5 separate regions of the Mus musculus genome follow, and all the other regions are linked to region 3. A link is a contact called in public ChIA-PET and HiChIP or PLAC-seq data. All regions are on one chromosome and are shown on one strand. Each heading gives the region's core, a stretch centred on a gene start, on an enhancer-like site or on the middle of the called end of the contact. The rest is flanking DNA. Distances are from core to core; before and after follow the strand shown.

The links. ChIA-PET counts read pairs in DNA pulled down with a chosen protein or histone mark. HiChIP or PLAC-seq counts read pairs in DNA pulled down with a chosen protein or histone mark.
Region 1: a Foxp3 HiChIP or PLAC-seq map of regulatory T cells shows a contact between it and region 3, with 7 times the contacts expected there. The contact joins two enhancer-like sites. A contact is called at or near these places in 1 of 15 datasets of contacts at CTCF or cohesin (the NIH/3T3 cell line) and 2 of 115 datasets of contacts at active chromatin or transcription factors (microglia and regulatory T cells).
Region 2: an RNA polymerase II ChIA-PET map of memory CD8 T cells shows a contact between it and region 3, with 8 read pairs. The contact joins two enhancer-like sites.
Region 4: a contact with region 3 is called in an RNA polymerase II ChIA-PET map of memory CD8 T cells, with 1,160 read pairs. The contact joins the promoter of Ptprc here to the enhancer-like site in region 3. A contact is called at or near these places in 1 of 15 datasets of contacts at CTCF or cohesin (CD8 T cells), 2 of 484 Hi-C or Micro-C datasets (Th1 cells and natural killer cells), 5 of 115 datasets of contacts at active chromatin or transcription factors (CD8 T cells, effector CD8 T cells, memory CD8 T cells and 2 more) and 2 of 9 other capture datasets (adipose tissue and macrophages).
Region 5: an RNA polymerase II ChIA-PET map of memory CD8 T cells shows a contact between it and region 3, with 121 read pairs. The contact joins two enhancer-like sites. A contact is called at or near these places in 6 of 484 Hi-C or Micro-C datasets (CD4 T cells, cortical neurons, embryonic fibroblasts and 2 more) and 4 of 115 datasets of contacts at active chromatin or transcription factors (the NIH/3T3 cell line, effector CD8 T cells, memory CD8 T cells and 1 more).

The regions. Positions count from the first base shown.
Region 1 is chr1:138,147,695-138,150,394 of GRCm38.p6, reverse strand. The region is part of intron 1 of Ptprc (protein tyrosine phosphatase, receptor type, C); the gene reads left to right. Among named protein-coding and RNA genes, the nearest start is that of Ptprc, 26 kb to the left of the region's middle. Within about 2 kb of position 1,309, at least 73 of the 459 cell types and tissues checked have an H3K27ac peak or open chromatin away from gene starts, as enhancers often do. A contact at or near this core is called in regulatory T cells, where this site is marked.
Region 2 is chr1:139,035,253-139,037,952 of GRCm38.p6, reverse strand. All of the region lies in intron 3 of Dennd1b (DENN/MADD domain containing 1B), which reads right to left. Among named protein-coding and RNA genes, the nearest start is that of 4930596I21Rik, 59 kb to the right of the region's middle. Within about 2 kb of position 1,437, at least 48 of the 459 cell types and tissues checked have an H3K27ac peak or open chromatin away from gene starts, as enhancers often do. A contact at or near this core is called in memory CD8 T cells, where this site is marked.
Region 3 is chr1:138,586,604-138,589,303 of GRCm38.p6, reverse strand. The region is part of intron 1 of Nek7 (NIMA (never in mitosis gene a)-related expressed kinase 7); the gene reads left to right. Among named protein-coding and RNA genes, the nearest start is that of Nek7, 32 kb to the left of the region's middle. Within about 2 kb of position 1,328, at least 37 of the 459 cell types and tissues checked have an H3K27ac peak or open chromatin away from gene starts, as enhancers often do. A contact at or near this core is called in CD8 T cells, Th1 cells, effector CD8 T cells and 2 more, where this site is marked.
Region 4 is chr1:138,173,740-138,176,439 of GRCm38.p6, reverse strand. It overlaps Ptprc (protein tyrosine phosphatase, receptor type, C), which reads left to right and starts at 1,314. Exons shown (of 32, transcript NM_001111316.2): 1 at 1,314-1,425. The coding sequence starts at 1,353.
Region 5 is chr1:138,327,061-138,329,760 of GRCm38.p6, reverse strand. No RefSeq gene overlaps it. Among named protein-coding and RNA genes, the nearest start is that of Atp6v1g3, 55 kb to the right of the region's middle. Within about 2 kb of position 1,335, at least 86 of the 459 cell types and tissues checked have an H3K27ac peak or open chromatin away from gene starts, as enhancers often do. A contact at or near this core is called in memory CD8 T cells, where this site is marked.

The sequences.
Region 1 (2,700 bases), core at 60-2,559, 440 kb after region 3:
GATGTTAGAGAAGTGAAGCCATTGGGCCTACATCTGTATGCAGCATAAGGGAAGGGGTGATTAAACACCACACAAGAATTATCATGTTGCTGATACTTCATGCAGAAGTACAAATTAAAATGAATTGTTCTAAGAGCAGATCACTGAGTGTTAAGCTGGTCAGGGATGAATATAGAAAGAAACATTAAGCAAAAACAGGCTGATATCATATATAAGTATATGGACAAAGTACCATAGTGGCTGAAGTTGTTGACATGTAGGTGGGCTTTGAAGACTGTGTAGAAGTTGGCTTCATTCAGAGAGAAAGAGTCTAGGATACAGAAAAAAAATACTTAAACGTTAGAAGAGTGGACTTTTCTGTATACACAGTAACATGTTGTGATTCATATGCAGTTAGACAGAGACAGTAAGATGGGTCTGAGTGTTTCACAAAGGCCACTCGCTACACTTGAAGGCAATGAGAAATGAATATCATCAAATGGTTTGGGAGAAAAACATATGATCAAGATGAAGGTGAGGATGAATAATAAGGAATTAGAAAGGCCCATACATACCAGGAGAGGGTGTAGAGGATGTGGGAGAAAGAGGAGTATAAGAGGAAGAGGAAGAGGAAGAGGAGGAGGAGGAGGAGGAGCAGTTTTCAGAAAATTCAAATACTTTTCAGGTTAGAAGACAAGAGGGAATGGCTGAGAATGGAACTGGAGGGGCAGAGAAACCAATGTATGGAAGACTCTGTGAACACTCTAAGAACAGAGAGGCCATAGGTAGCTCAGAATTCCAAATTATGTAGGACTATAGCTGTTGTTGCTTTGCTTCTATAAGAAGTAAGAATTTCCAAAGGGAAATGAAGAGCACAGAGAGGAAACCAGTCAACTCTGCATGAAGAACAGCAGTAGAATCATAGTGGGCTGTGGCAGAGCTCACTAGGGGCTGGGTTTGCAAGTACCGTAGCTGAAGGCCACGATCCACAATAGGATCCATTTTCTAATTCCACCTAAAAACATCAGCCTCAGAAGAACAAGGATAAGACAAGAAGTGGAGAGGAAAAGGAAGCCCTTTGGGTAAAGTGGTTTCATCATTTATGAAACTATTTATGAAAATAACCCCCAAAGGTAAATTTTTACATGTTTAATAGCTTCTAAAAATGAATTAGGCAGCTTGATGAGTTGCAGATCCAGCCGTGTGGCAGAGCACACTTTATGAGAACGGAAGGCAGAGAGCATAAAAGAAGGCACTGGGTGTCGGTGGGTGGGTGTGAGCCTGGAAGAGGCTGGCAGACAACCAGAGCCAAGCACATGGCCAGGGACAGAGAAGAATCTTCAGCCTCAGCTCTAAGAATTCGTCACTGCCAAACTCTCACATCTACCACAGTTTGAACCTTGATAATGAGCTTATTCAGTTTTGTGGTTACTATGCAACCATTTGCATATTTCTTTGTAACATCTGCCTAGTGTGCCAGTTTGAGATGCTATTTCAGCCATGGTATTTGAAGCAGAACCCATTTCTGGTCCAGGATTTTTTTCTCCACAGAGCAAATGATCAGCATATCTCTTAAGTATGTGTGCAGAGAGACACAACAAAGAGAGCTATAAAAGTCAGGGTTTGTTTTAAGTGAAACCTAGAGACATCGTTGTCATTGAGTCTTAAAGACTACTAAATGATTATACATGATTATACTTCCGTTCTCCTCAGTCCTTATGCTCAGCATCTCGAGAATCTTATTTGTATAAATACTGCATTTTAATTATCTATGTACATGGACTTTCTTCTACACTTTAGTGAAAGGATACTAACCATCCTCCATTAGATGACCCTGAATCCAGGCACATAATGACAGTACCAAGTAGACTGAGTGGGTTTTAAAACAAAACAAATGGCTCATGAAATTGGGAGGGAGTAGTGGAGAGACATCAAAAGCAAAGGAGCAAACAATTAGCTTGCATGTATGAAATTCTAAATAACAAAAATAACTGATATGATTTTGTTTTTCTCCTGTAAGAGTTTTGATTTAGAGCTTTCAAAATATTTTCTCCATGTTAAAATAACATAGGTTTTCCACTTTGAGTTAGCACTTAAGATTTATTTATCTCAGGAACTTTTCTAGAAATGTAGACATGTGTAAGGTGGTTCTGCAGAGAGAGTAACCCTGGCATAGCTCAGAGAGGGTATGCAGTGGGCATGTTCTAAAATGTCAAGTAAAATGTTCCTGTTGATGTTCTCAGGTTTTCTTTTTTAAAGAATCAACACTGTCAGCATAGATCTCTGTGAAGGAATATTTATAATCACTGAGCAGCAGCTTATGGTTTAGTAGGTATAAAAACACAGTTTCCTAAATATAGACCTGCTTAGCTCCTGACTGACGGCTTAGTAATTAAACAGCAATCACTGAAATATGTGAGACAGGAATGTAAAAAACTGTGAACACCCATGGGTCTTAAAACAAAGCAAACTGGAGCAGAGACTGAAAAACACACATTAGAGTATTAGTTGAGATATAATATGTTATATATATTAAAATCTGATTTGGGGAGAGTTAATTATAATGGAGATGAAAATAGAAAATAGGTCTTTGTCTACTCTTTCTTTCTTTCTTTCTTTCTTTCTTTCTTTCTTTCTTTCTTTCTTTCTTTCTTCCTCTTGTTCATTAATTCTTTCTTTCTCTCATTCTTTCTTTCCTTCTTTTTTTTCAACATATATAAG
Region 2 (2,700 bases), core at 188-2,687, 450 kb before region 3:
ACACACACACACACACACACACACACACACACACACACACTCACATAGAGTTACTTCTAGATATGTATTCATAGGTTTGCCATACTACTCACCATAAACACGAAATACATTTCCTGTGCTACTGAAAATTTTTATTTCTACAGAAATTTTATTAACCAAGAAAAAGTTTAGTTTCAGAATATTTTTAATAAAAATATATTATTCTCACATAAAGATAATTGCTAACATATGTCAAAGATAAAAACAAAAATAACCCAAAGAATGAACTAGAATACGAAATTATCCAGAGGAAAGTACCACGGGCAATAATGGATATTCTGTACAAGTTCCAAAATAAGACAGCTAGCTATCATATTAGTGATTGGAAATAATTCATGGAAACTTCTTTACTGAGTATGTAGCTCACTTGTAGCTTTGTAAAGAAGCCACTGCTGTGAAAGAGAAAACACCCTGTTAGATGGACAGTCTGCTCACCAGGGAAGCTGCCCTGCAGAGTCTAAGCTCAAACAGCAGCTAAGAAACTACTGTTTCTTAAATATTCTAAAGTCCACGACGAAGCCCTAGATCTGCTTTGGACAGGCTGTAAGGTGAAAGTCACCATTTCTGTAACCTACTTCCACTTCCCCACCACTTCCTCAGGAACAAACGGTAGTGCTCTCTGAAGTTCCGTACTCCCCTTTTTCCTGTTCTGCATAACAAATCTGATCTACACAAATGACTTCATACAGCTTAGGCATTTTTATGAAGTCTACAATTATTCATATATTCTTTCACACATCACTTTCTTAATAGTCCAACCTCTCACATTTATACTCTTTAAGGTTGAAATTGTCTGAGTTACAGCCCTTGAAATAGACAGTGATAGAATCCTCTCTAAACATACCCAAACCAATAGTGTGGCATCATTTAGACCCCTCCTCTCTCCCGTACATAACCAATCATTCACCAAAACCACTAAGTCAATGCCTGCTCCCCATAGTTAACCTCCAAACCGCCACTTCTGAGACTTCATTCAGCTAGGACAGAAACACCCACAACTGGGTAGGCTGCAGGTTGGAGTGCCTGGGTCCCCTCTTCTGGGGGTCAGAATGCCCAATCCTGAAGGCTTCCTGTGGAAATCACTGCTCCTCCGATTAAAACTGTAATTGATCCTAGAACACTGTTCAACAGGGTACATAACAGCAAACAGCTGAACACACAGAGCAGAGAGACAAGGCAGGTTATCTAGGCACTGTTTAACTCAACAGCACCCTCCAGGAACCAGGAATCTTCTCTCCTGGTTTACTCTACTAAGCACACTGGCTTTGGTCCTTTCCATGTGCTTGTAGAATGAGCCATGAGCTTTCAGTACATCTCACAAGGACACAGCAGCAGTGTCCAGCATCCAGAGGAAAAAACTTCTCTACACTCACTTTTCTAGAGCTTACTAGACCAACAACCCCTTCCTGAACTAACCATGGAAGGAAGTGGTTACCTACCAGCCTTGCCACAGACATGCATGGAAGCACCAGAATTCAGTCTCACTAGCTTTCAAATGATCGTCACACAGGAAATTTCAGTAAACTTATGTTTGTAAGGCTCTGCACAATAACAGTATCAAATAATAAATTTGCATTAAAGTTCTTAATATAAACATAAATACTATTATATGAGGATATTTCTCAATATCCATAATTGTAATTTATGGAAAAAAATGTCCAAAATCACTTTTACAACAAAATAAGTTCTATTTGGCAATTTTAATTCAAAGTTTTCAAAAAAGGGCATGGTTTTCTAAAGATAATATTTGAATATAATTTCAAGTAAATATGTAGTAATAACAATCATTCTATCTAACTGTACTTTATAAGAGGGGTCTATAAACTCTACAACAACAATAAAATAACCTACAGCTCAGCCACAGAACTTTGAGTAAGAGAACTGAGCTAGAGACCCACAATGAGCACTGAGATGTGACAGGGCATCTGAGGAAAGTGCCAGGGAGACTGCCAGACACATTCCACACCCCATCTTCTAAGGGAAGACAGGCACACAACATGTGGTGACTGAATCAGGGACACACCTTATTGCCAGAGAGGGTATAGAAAATGACAGTGAGCTGGTTTAAATATCATATCCTTTAAGAAATGTTTTAAACTCAGAGTCTATTGAAAACTTGAGAGACTAGGGGCAAAAACAGACTAAGCCTGATCAGATATTGTTTTGTGTTTTTAGTTAGAAATAAAACTCATCTTTACCCATCCTTAAGTGACAGATCTGTGTGTTTTTATATTAATATAGTTTAGATTATTAGCCTAATTGACTTCGCAATAAATCATCATTATGAGACTTCAGTACGTCCATGAGGCAGATGCAGTCAGTGAGGAGATGTGTGGAATGTATTGAGAAGAGACATGCTGGTAAGATTGTGTCAACTTGACACAAACTCAGGACAACTGGAAAAGGGAACCAGAACTGAGAAAATGCCTCTATAAGCTTGGCCTGTAGACAAGTCTGTGGGATGTTTTCTCCATTAACGACTGAGAAGGGAAGAATCAGTCCACTGTTCATAGTGCCACCCAGGGGCAGGGAGGTGGATCTGGGCTAAATAAGGCAAGCGAGGGAGCCGATGAGCAGCACTCCTGAGTGGTTCCTGTTTCGATGCACCTCCAGGTTGCTGCTGCTGTCCTGATGTACCTTTATGAAGGACTGCATGCTATA
Region 3 (2,700 bases), core at 79-2,578:
TGCCAGTGCAGCGACTTGAATCAAATGCTGCCCTTCTCAGTATTCTCAGAGTACAAACCCTAAACCACAGATGTGCTTTGTCTCTTGGAATCTGTGGTTTTTTTTTTTTTTTTTGTTTTTTGTTTTTTTTTTATGTTTCACTTGGGGAGGAGACACCCTGTATGGTCTGTTACTTGTTGCCTCTCTACAAGTAATTTTTTTTCCCCAAATTGTTAAAACATGCTGTGGATTAGTGAGCGTTCGTGGTACGCACATGTCTGACATTCCCCATGAAGTTCATGTTCAGAAGTGGCAGCAGCAGCAGTCACAGTAAGGGTCTCAGGTGGCCCCATTTGTACAGTTTACGGCAACCTCTCGTTGTTGTTGTTGTTTATTCTCAAGTCCAGACAATCAAATGTTTGGCCTTTTTCCTTCAAGAAACACTAGAAAGGCAGCCCTGTAAGAATCAGGATCCAGAAGGGCCATGTAGCCTGGCTGTGTCCTCTGCCTGGTCTGCCATGTAGCCTGGCTGTGCCCTCTGCCTGGTCTGCCATGTAGCCTGGCTGTGCCCTCTGCCTGGTCTGCCATGTAGCCTGGCTGTGCCCTCTGCCTCGTCTGCAGTCTTCAAGCCTGAGGAGGATTTAGTCCCGTCTCTGGTCTCCTTTCTCTTGAAAGCAGAGGTTCTCCACCATGGAATCACACAGCAGATATCTCCCAAATCAGATATGTACATTATGATTCACAACAATGGCAAGATGACAGTTATGAAGTAGCAAGGAAATGATTTTATGATTGGGGGTCATCACAGCATGAGGAGGGTTGCAGTGTTAGGAAGGTTGAGCATCACTGCTGTAAAGGCCTGCACATCAGGGTCCCAATGCTGGAGGTAGCTAATGAGCCGTGAGGTCTACAGTTGCCACCCTGTTTAGACCATCTACAGAAATGTATTGGTTCCTAGTTTCTAGTTTTCTAGAGACACATTTACTTTGAACTGATTGGCTTTGGTTTCAGCTAGCTGCTTGCTTTGAGACTTCTGAAGTTCAATTTTCTAGATCACATTTCTTTGGTGGCAATCACCCTCATCTTTTTTTGGGAACTCATGACTAAATACACATTCCCCCTGATTAGGCCTTTTGAAAGACATTTCAATCAAGTCATTGTTTATCTTAGCATATTGCTTGGTGCACCTCCCTCCCCCAACCAGGGAAGAATGCAGACTTTACACAGAATGCAGTGAGAAACAGGATTCGAAAGGAAACGACTTTTTAGCACATTGGTTTGCCACACCTTCATAGGTGACAACTGTCGCTGGGTAGATGAGGGTAACAGCTGTTGCAAGCAGACCAGGCACAGGAGACTCATCCTCCTACATGCTGGTACTTTTACCCACCAGGGCCTGACTGGTAGGTGTGCTTGTAGTGAGATAGGTTACAGCAGAGCAATACAGAGTTCAGCACTCACCTTTCTTGTAGAAAGCATCTGCAAACCTGTCTCCTCTACCCTTGGAGTGAGAGCATCTCAGTGAGACTAGTCCTTAGTCCGCAGTCCCTGGGCTGTGTCACTGTTTGTCAGAAAGGACTCAGGCAGAAAGGGAGGTTAGACCTTGTAGTTTGGCATACTCTATGAGACCTTTCCTGGAGCTTTTGGCTCCCCTAATGCTATTAATAATATAAAAACCCAAAATATAGTAGGCCTATTTTTTTTGAAAGCAGTGAACAGAAAGCAGGATGGTAATATCATACAGCATTTGAGTTCTAATCTTAGTGGTAATAAGACACTTGGTAATTTATGTCACCAAGTCACTGACTGCCTGGTCAAGTAGGTTAGGGCTTTGTGTCATCCTCAGGCTTTTTCAGAGAAGGAATTTTCGCACTTGAGAGAGTACATGGTACACATTGCAGGGTCCACCTCAAAGTGGTGGTACAGATATCAGATCTGCATTGTTTGCTTCTGGCTCCCTGAACCAAACGTGCCTGACTGAGTAGGAGTGGTTTGAGTAACATAGGTATGCTGTTAAGAATTGCAGTACAGTCACCACTCCCCAGAGTCTTCAAAATGCCATTAGCTCAGGAAAGATCCCCTTGTTAATATTTAGTTCCATGTGTAGGTGGCTTGCTTCAGAGTTTGAAGATGAGCTTGAATTAAAATTTTACTATTCTTATTGTCAAACAGAAGAAGAGAGTGGGAGATGAGTTGAATAACCCTTCACCTTCTGTCCAGCCTGGCTGCCAAAGTCCAGTTGTCTGTGCTGGTGCTGTAGCTTGCTGGTTACTCATAGAACAACAGCGAATGAAGAAGTAGACATTTGTAACTTCTCAGGTGAAAGGACCAAGGATCGTCCCTAACTCTGAACAGCAAGCCAGGAACTGCTGAGAGGAACATCACAGTAGTTAGACTATGGCTACTTAGGTCAGAATCTCCACATGATCTTTTCTTCTTGAGTATTTGTAACTTTGGGTGGAAAGCTCTTTCCAGGGCACAAATTGTATACAGTTTCCTAGCCTGGGAACAAACATCTCACGACCCATGTACAAGCCTCTGGAGACGTTCTTATTTTTAAGATGAAGGCAGGTTTAAAAACTATGAGTTATTTGGGCCTAGTGGCTTAAAGCAATTTCACTTGATCCTTCTATAGCAGGGTTATCTTTAATATTATACCCAAAAAGCGACTGTAGCCTTAGATGGCGAAATTTTAAAAATGTGCAAGCTGTAATTAATATA
Region 4 (2,700 bases), core at 65-2,564, 410 kb after region 3:
AGTCAACCCTATGTACACACAGACAAACACAGACACATACACACACACCTACACATCTACACATCTACACACACACACACACACACACATACACCACTAAACAAACTCAGTAGGTTATACCTTCAGGTGTGTGTGTGTGTGTGTGTGTGTGTGTGAGTGTGTGTATACATGTGTAGGGGTGTGTGTGTATGAGTGTATGTGTGTGTAGGGATGCGTTTATTTGTAGGTGTGTGTGTAGCAATAAAAGTTAAAGAATAAATGGTATGAATTAGGGATGAATCTGTGTATTTGGACATAGGAGGGTTCTGGGGAAAAGAGAGAGTGGGGGGAAATAATGCAAATTCAATATACATGTGAAATTGATCAGGGATGTGTGTGGTGGGGTGGGGAAATACTATGATCAAAAGAAACAAGTTAACTTTGTAAAAGACAAGGCTTGGTTTTCATTGCTCTTCTTTCATTGGTAAATAGCACAGAGCAACCCCAAATGTAGGGGCACTCCTGTCTTGAAGCAGAATTCACTGATGCACAGAGGAGAGTCTCACTCCACCACTCAAGGAGATACCTGCATAAAACTCAATGAAACCACCACCAGCAGCCCTGAAAAACAAATTGGGAGGCTCTTTAAAGCCAGTGAAGGTAGTTTTGCATAGGAAAGCCACATCACCGAGGAAATAGGCATACCATTTGAGTCTGAGCTCCTTATGGTAAATAACAGGAGTTGGCAGACATAAGCAGAAAGACAGTTGGTTTGGGTCACTTGGTCGTCTTCAACGAACTTCAGAGCCTCGTACCAGCTTAGTCACTGTGTTATCTTGCCAACCCCTATGTTGTTATACTCATGTGGAAGCTTGTCATATCTTGGGTAAGAAAATTATTGATGACTTGGGAGGGATGTATTGTTTTTGAATAAAGCTTCCTTAAAAAGATATTAAAAAGGAGCAATATTTATATAGTTTAAAACTGTTTTCCTTTAGAGGAAAATTGAGACGAACCGCTAACAGCATAATTACTTGAATTAAGGAAGTAAGAAGCCATTGCACTGACTTTGAACGACCTTTTTTTTTTTTTTTTTAACTTCCTGCAAAGAGGACCCTTTACAGTATTTTTGGAGAAGTTAGTAAAACCGAATCTGACATCACCATTTAGCAGTGCATGTAGCTAGCAAGTGGTTTGTTCTTAGGGTAAGAGAGTAGGAAACTTGCTCCCCATCTGATAAGACAGAGTGCAAAGTATGCGTTCTTTTCTTTTAGTTTTGACTTAGCTTTACAGAGACAAACTTCAAGAGAGATAACCATTATTTTGCCTTTCAGGGAGACCCTATTTCTTAGGGGCACAGCTGATCTCCAGATATGACCATGGGTTTGTGGCTCAAACTTCTGGCCTTTGGATTTGCCCTTCTGGACACAGAAGTCTTTGTCACAGGTAAGCACACCCATATTCATTTTTACTTCCTTGTATTTTGTTGATTTTGTGGCAAAGGCTAGGTTGAAATGGCTATTTTTAAAAGTTGCGTGTGATGGATATTGAAAGTAAGAAGATTCGTTACTCCATGTTCAAGTTTGCCGTTGTTCAGAGAAACAAGGCCTAGTGGAGGGCAGCATACACTGCTTCTGTTCAAAATACATAAATGTTTCGGGGAAAGATCACACTTTAATAGGAAAGTTGACTCTCTTTGTCTCTCTTTATTTGGAAACTGTTCAGGAATGTAGCTAAAGCAATTGATCCAACCTGCATCTGCTATGGTTAGAGGAATTGTTAATTAAGTCAGCTTTTAATGCTTTTGATCAAAATATGAAAGGTTTAAAATCACGAGACAGCTTTGCTTGTGTGTAAGCCAGTCTCTTCAGACAAAGGGTTGTTTCCTCAAATGTTAATGATTATTAAAATAGGGTTTTGAATGCTCAGCTACAGAAAGGCTGAAGAGCACATTAGGTGCTTTAAAAACTCTCCGTGTTGTCTTACCATCGAATGTGTTTTGAATTAATCATTTTAGTTCTGAGATAATGCTTCCTATGAATTCTGCTGTGGAAATTCTGGTAGAGCCACCGCCCTTCCTGGGTGATGGGTACAGAGTACAGCCTTGAAAAGGTAGACGTGTGTTACAGTTCATAAAATTCCTACAAATGCTGTGTCCTTCAGGACAGGGTGACCAGGCAGGCACTGCTTACTGAAGGTTCAGTCCTTCTTACATATCTGGTCTGGTCAATAATTATTTCTGGAGTAGTTTCTCTTTGAGACATGAGTTGATTATCAAGTTACAGCTAGATGGCATTTCTCCTTGTAGTGTTTAATCTAAGATACTTTTAAATGGGGAAAATAGTTAATTGTATCAGAATTCAATTTTATTTTTTTCCTGATGTTCACTCCTCTCGTTTCCAAAGAAATCCCTGGTACTAAGCCGGCTAACGTCTGCTCTGTGTTGTCTGAGGGCCTGGAAAAGAAATGCAGCCTCAGATACTTGTTTGTTGATGTTATCACAATAAGTTTGTTTTGCTTTTTAATTGGAAAGATGGATTTTTTTTTCAAAAGAAAATCCAGTTAGGTAAGTTGCGAATTTGCTTGGATGAGGTTTATCTGGCATAAGATGATTTTAAACAATGCAGGGCACCACAGAATCTTGTCACAATGCACCAACTACTTCCCAGGTCGTGAGCTCTCTATGATTTTTGTTATAATGTAAAGAGAATTATAGAGAAG
Region 5 (2,700 bases), core at 86-2,585, 260 kb after region 3:
AGGGTTCCTGAACAAGACACTACACACTCACTCATTTCTCCCAGTTCATTCTGCTACTGAGGACCCATCGACACTTATTTTATATTTGGATTTCATCACGTTTTAGATTAAGGGAAAAATCACTGATTGCCTTTTGACCACCCCTCTCATCCACATAGCTCGTGGCATGTGCCACCATAGAGACCACATTCCTGGCATGGGGACAGGTATTCTTAAACACCCACTCTGTAATTTGTTGGTTTCTTAGACTGTTACTTTATCATCTGGAATGCCTTTGGACATACCTTAGAGCTGATTTCATGCCATTGCTTGAATCTTAATTCAGTGACTGGCCTTAAACACCGACTCTTATTCACTTCCTTTGCAGTTTGGGTGTAAATCTCTTCCTTGCAGTAGTTAGCGCACTCCTTGATGTTTGTTTGCCTGTTGGTCTTTGTGACTATGTTGTGAGGTTGGTGGGATTCCAACTATTTTTCCCTCCTTTCTCTTTCAGTTTGAAGCAGTTGTGTGCAGAATATACCTGGTTCTAGGGACAAAGAATATGGCTGTGCTCATCAAGAGAGTTGAGTTTTTAAAGTATTTACTTGAGTCCTTTCTAGAGAAGTGACACACAGGATTTGCCATTCATGGGATATGTACTATGCGATTCTTACTGTTTTGTTTTGTTTTGTTTTGTTTTGTTTTGTTTTGTTTTGTTTTCCCTTCCTGCAAAGATGTTCCTTTTTTGATCATCTGGACTTCCATGCACAGGAGTATCTATAGATCAGGCACTTGTCCAATGACTGGCTAAAATCGAGGACAGGCTTTCCCACAGAGCAGAACTTATTCCCACAGTGACTGTGGTTTCAGTAGTAGTAGACTGCCCTAACCAACTTGACCAAATAGCTACGCTACAAAAGAGGCAGGCAGGAAGTCTAGCAATATAGACATTCACTTTGTGGCACACAAAATACACCCTGTGTTGACACAAACAAACTGCCTTCACCATTTTGACTGTCAAGTAGTCAAGAAAAATATTTAAGTCAGTTTTGAAGCAGTCAAATTGGCCAGCAAGCCTATCTGCCATTCCCCTCTCCTCCCTCTGTATGAAGCCTCCCGATTTCCCTGGCTGGTGTTTTAGAAGCAGACGCGTTTTTCCTGCCAGAAGAGGATGCGTTCTTTCTCACAGAAGCTTAATGAAATAGCTGTTACATCATATAAATCCACTTCCTAACACCCCGTGTCAGACTATCAAATCAGTTAAGGAAAATCCTCATCTTTTTTTCTCTTTGAAATTATGGATAGGCTGGTCGGGTTCCAAATTCAGCGAGTTCATATCGCCATCTAGTGTTCAAAATAGGATTGTCCGCACAAACGAAGGAGAAAATTTTAATACTCCATCCGGCTGCAAAAACCAATCTTATCTGAGTTGTTTGAAAGGTTCACTTGGCTGATCCGGTTTGGTTTGGAGCTACTACTCACAGTTAATTTGATATTTATGTTTTGATAGGACACCACACTACTGAGTGAAATTGTTGATTACAGTTTAGCTTGGAAACATAGCTCAAATCACAATCAGAAACAGTGATGCTTTTTCCCAGTATAAGGACAAATGTATCTCAGATAAAGCCAACTACTGTGGACGGCGAATGACAACGTGGCAACTTAAGACGAAGCAAACTTCTTCCCAGCAGAAACTAGAGGAAGCGAAAATAAGACCTGAGCAGGGGCGCCATCTTACTTTGTGTTTCTGAAACAGTATTTGGGTATTAGGGAAGGAAGATACAAAGCCCAAACTGTTCACTGAGCAGCAAAACACAACTCACAGATAGCAAAGATACTTTATTTCCGCAAGCAAGCAAGCCTCAAGTCTGACTGTTTCAACCGTGGTTGCCCTCAATCCTTGCATAAAAACTGGACTCGTATATCTAGAAACGGATTTGCAGTTGTTGAGGAAAATACACACAGAAGCGTTTTTGATGAAGGCACAGCCTGTGGAATAGTTGTAATTTTAGAACTGGATATGGCAATATTTTCTGTTTCTTCATACACCGAGGAGTTGAAGGCACTGTTAATCCACTTCCGGCCACACTGAGATGGCTCTGGCGTCCCGCTTTACAGTGAGTGGCAGAGCTGATTCTGTCTCAGAACTTCCACAGCACTGCACTCACTCGTTCCCTCCTGGTGGAGTTTTGCAGGCTTGGATAAGAGACAGGAAGAAAAATAGACAGGATGGGAAATGGGCAAACGGGGCGAAAGGAAGAAACACCCCAAGGTGACTCAGGGTGTCTGCCACAGACACATGCTTTATGCAAAGTTTAAATCAAGCCTTTTAACCCATACAGTCCCAGTTCCCTACAGAATGCAAAACTGTTTGCCACTTTTGGCAACAACCTAGCTTTAATGAAGCAACTCTAAACAGACTGTTAGTAAGTAAACTGTGAATAAAAATTGCCGTCGAGTTGATAAAAATTCAGACAGGTGATTTATTATAGGAGTGACTTTGTTTTTGGTTACAACAAATCCTATACGATCCAGTTTTTAAATTTTTTTCTTATCCATGCTGGTTCACTTTGCTAATTGTTTTTTAAACATTGTTAGCTGTACAAATTTGTATTTTATAAATAACTTGCAACAAGTAATTAGCACACGTTGTAATATGATGAAAGATAGGTAACATTTTTGGTTTATGCCCTGTGGACCATTCATCTAGTCACAAGC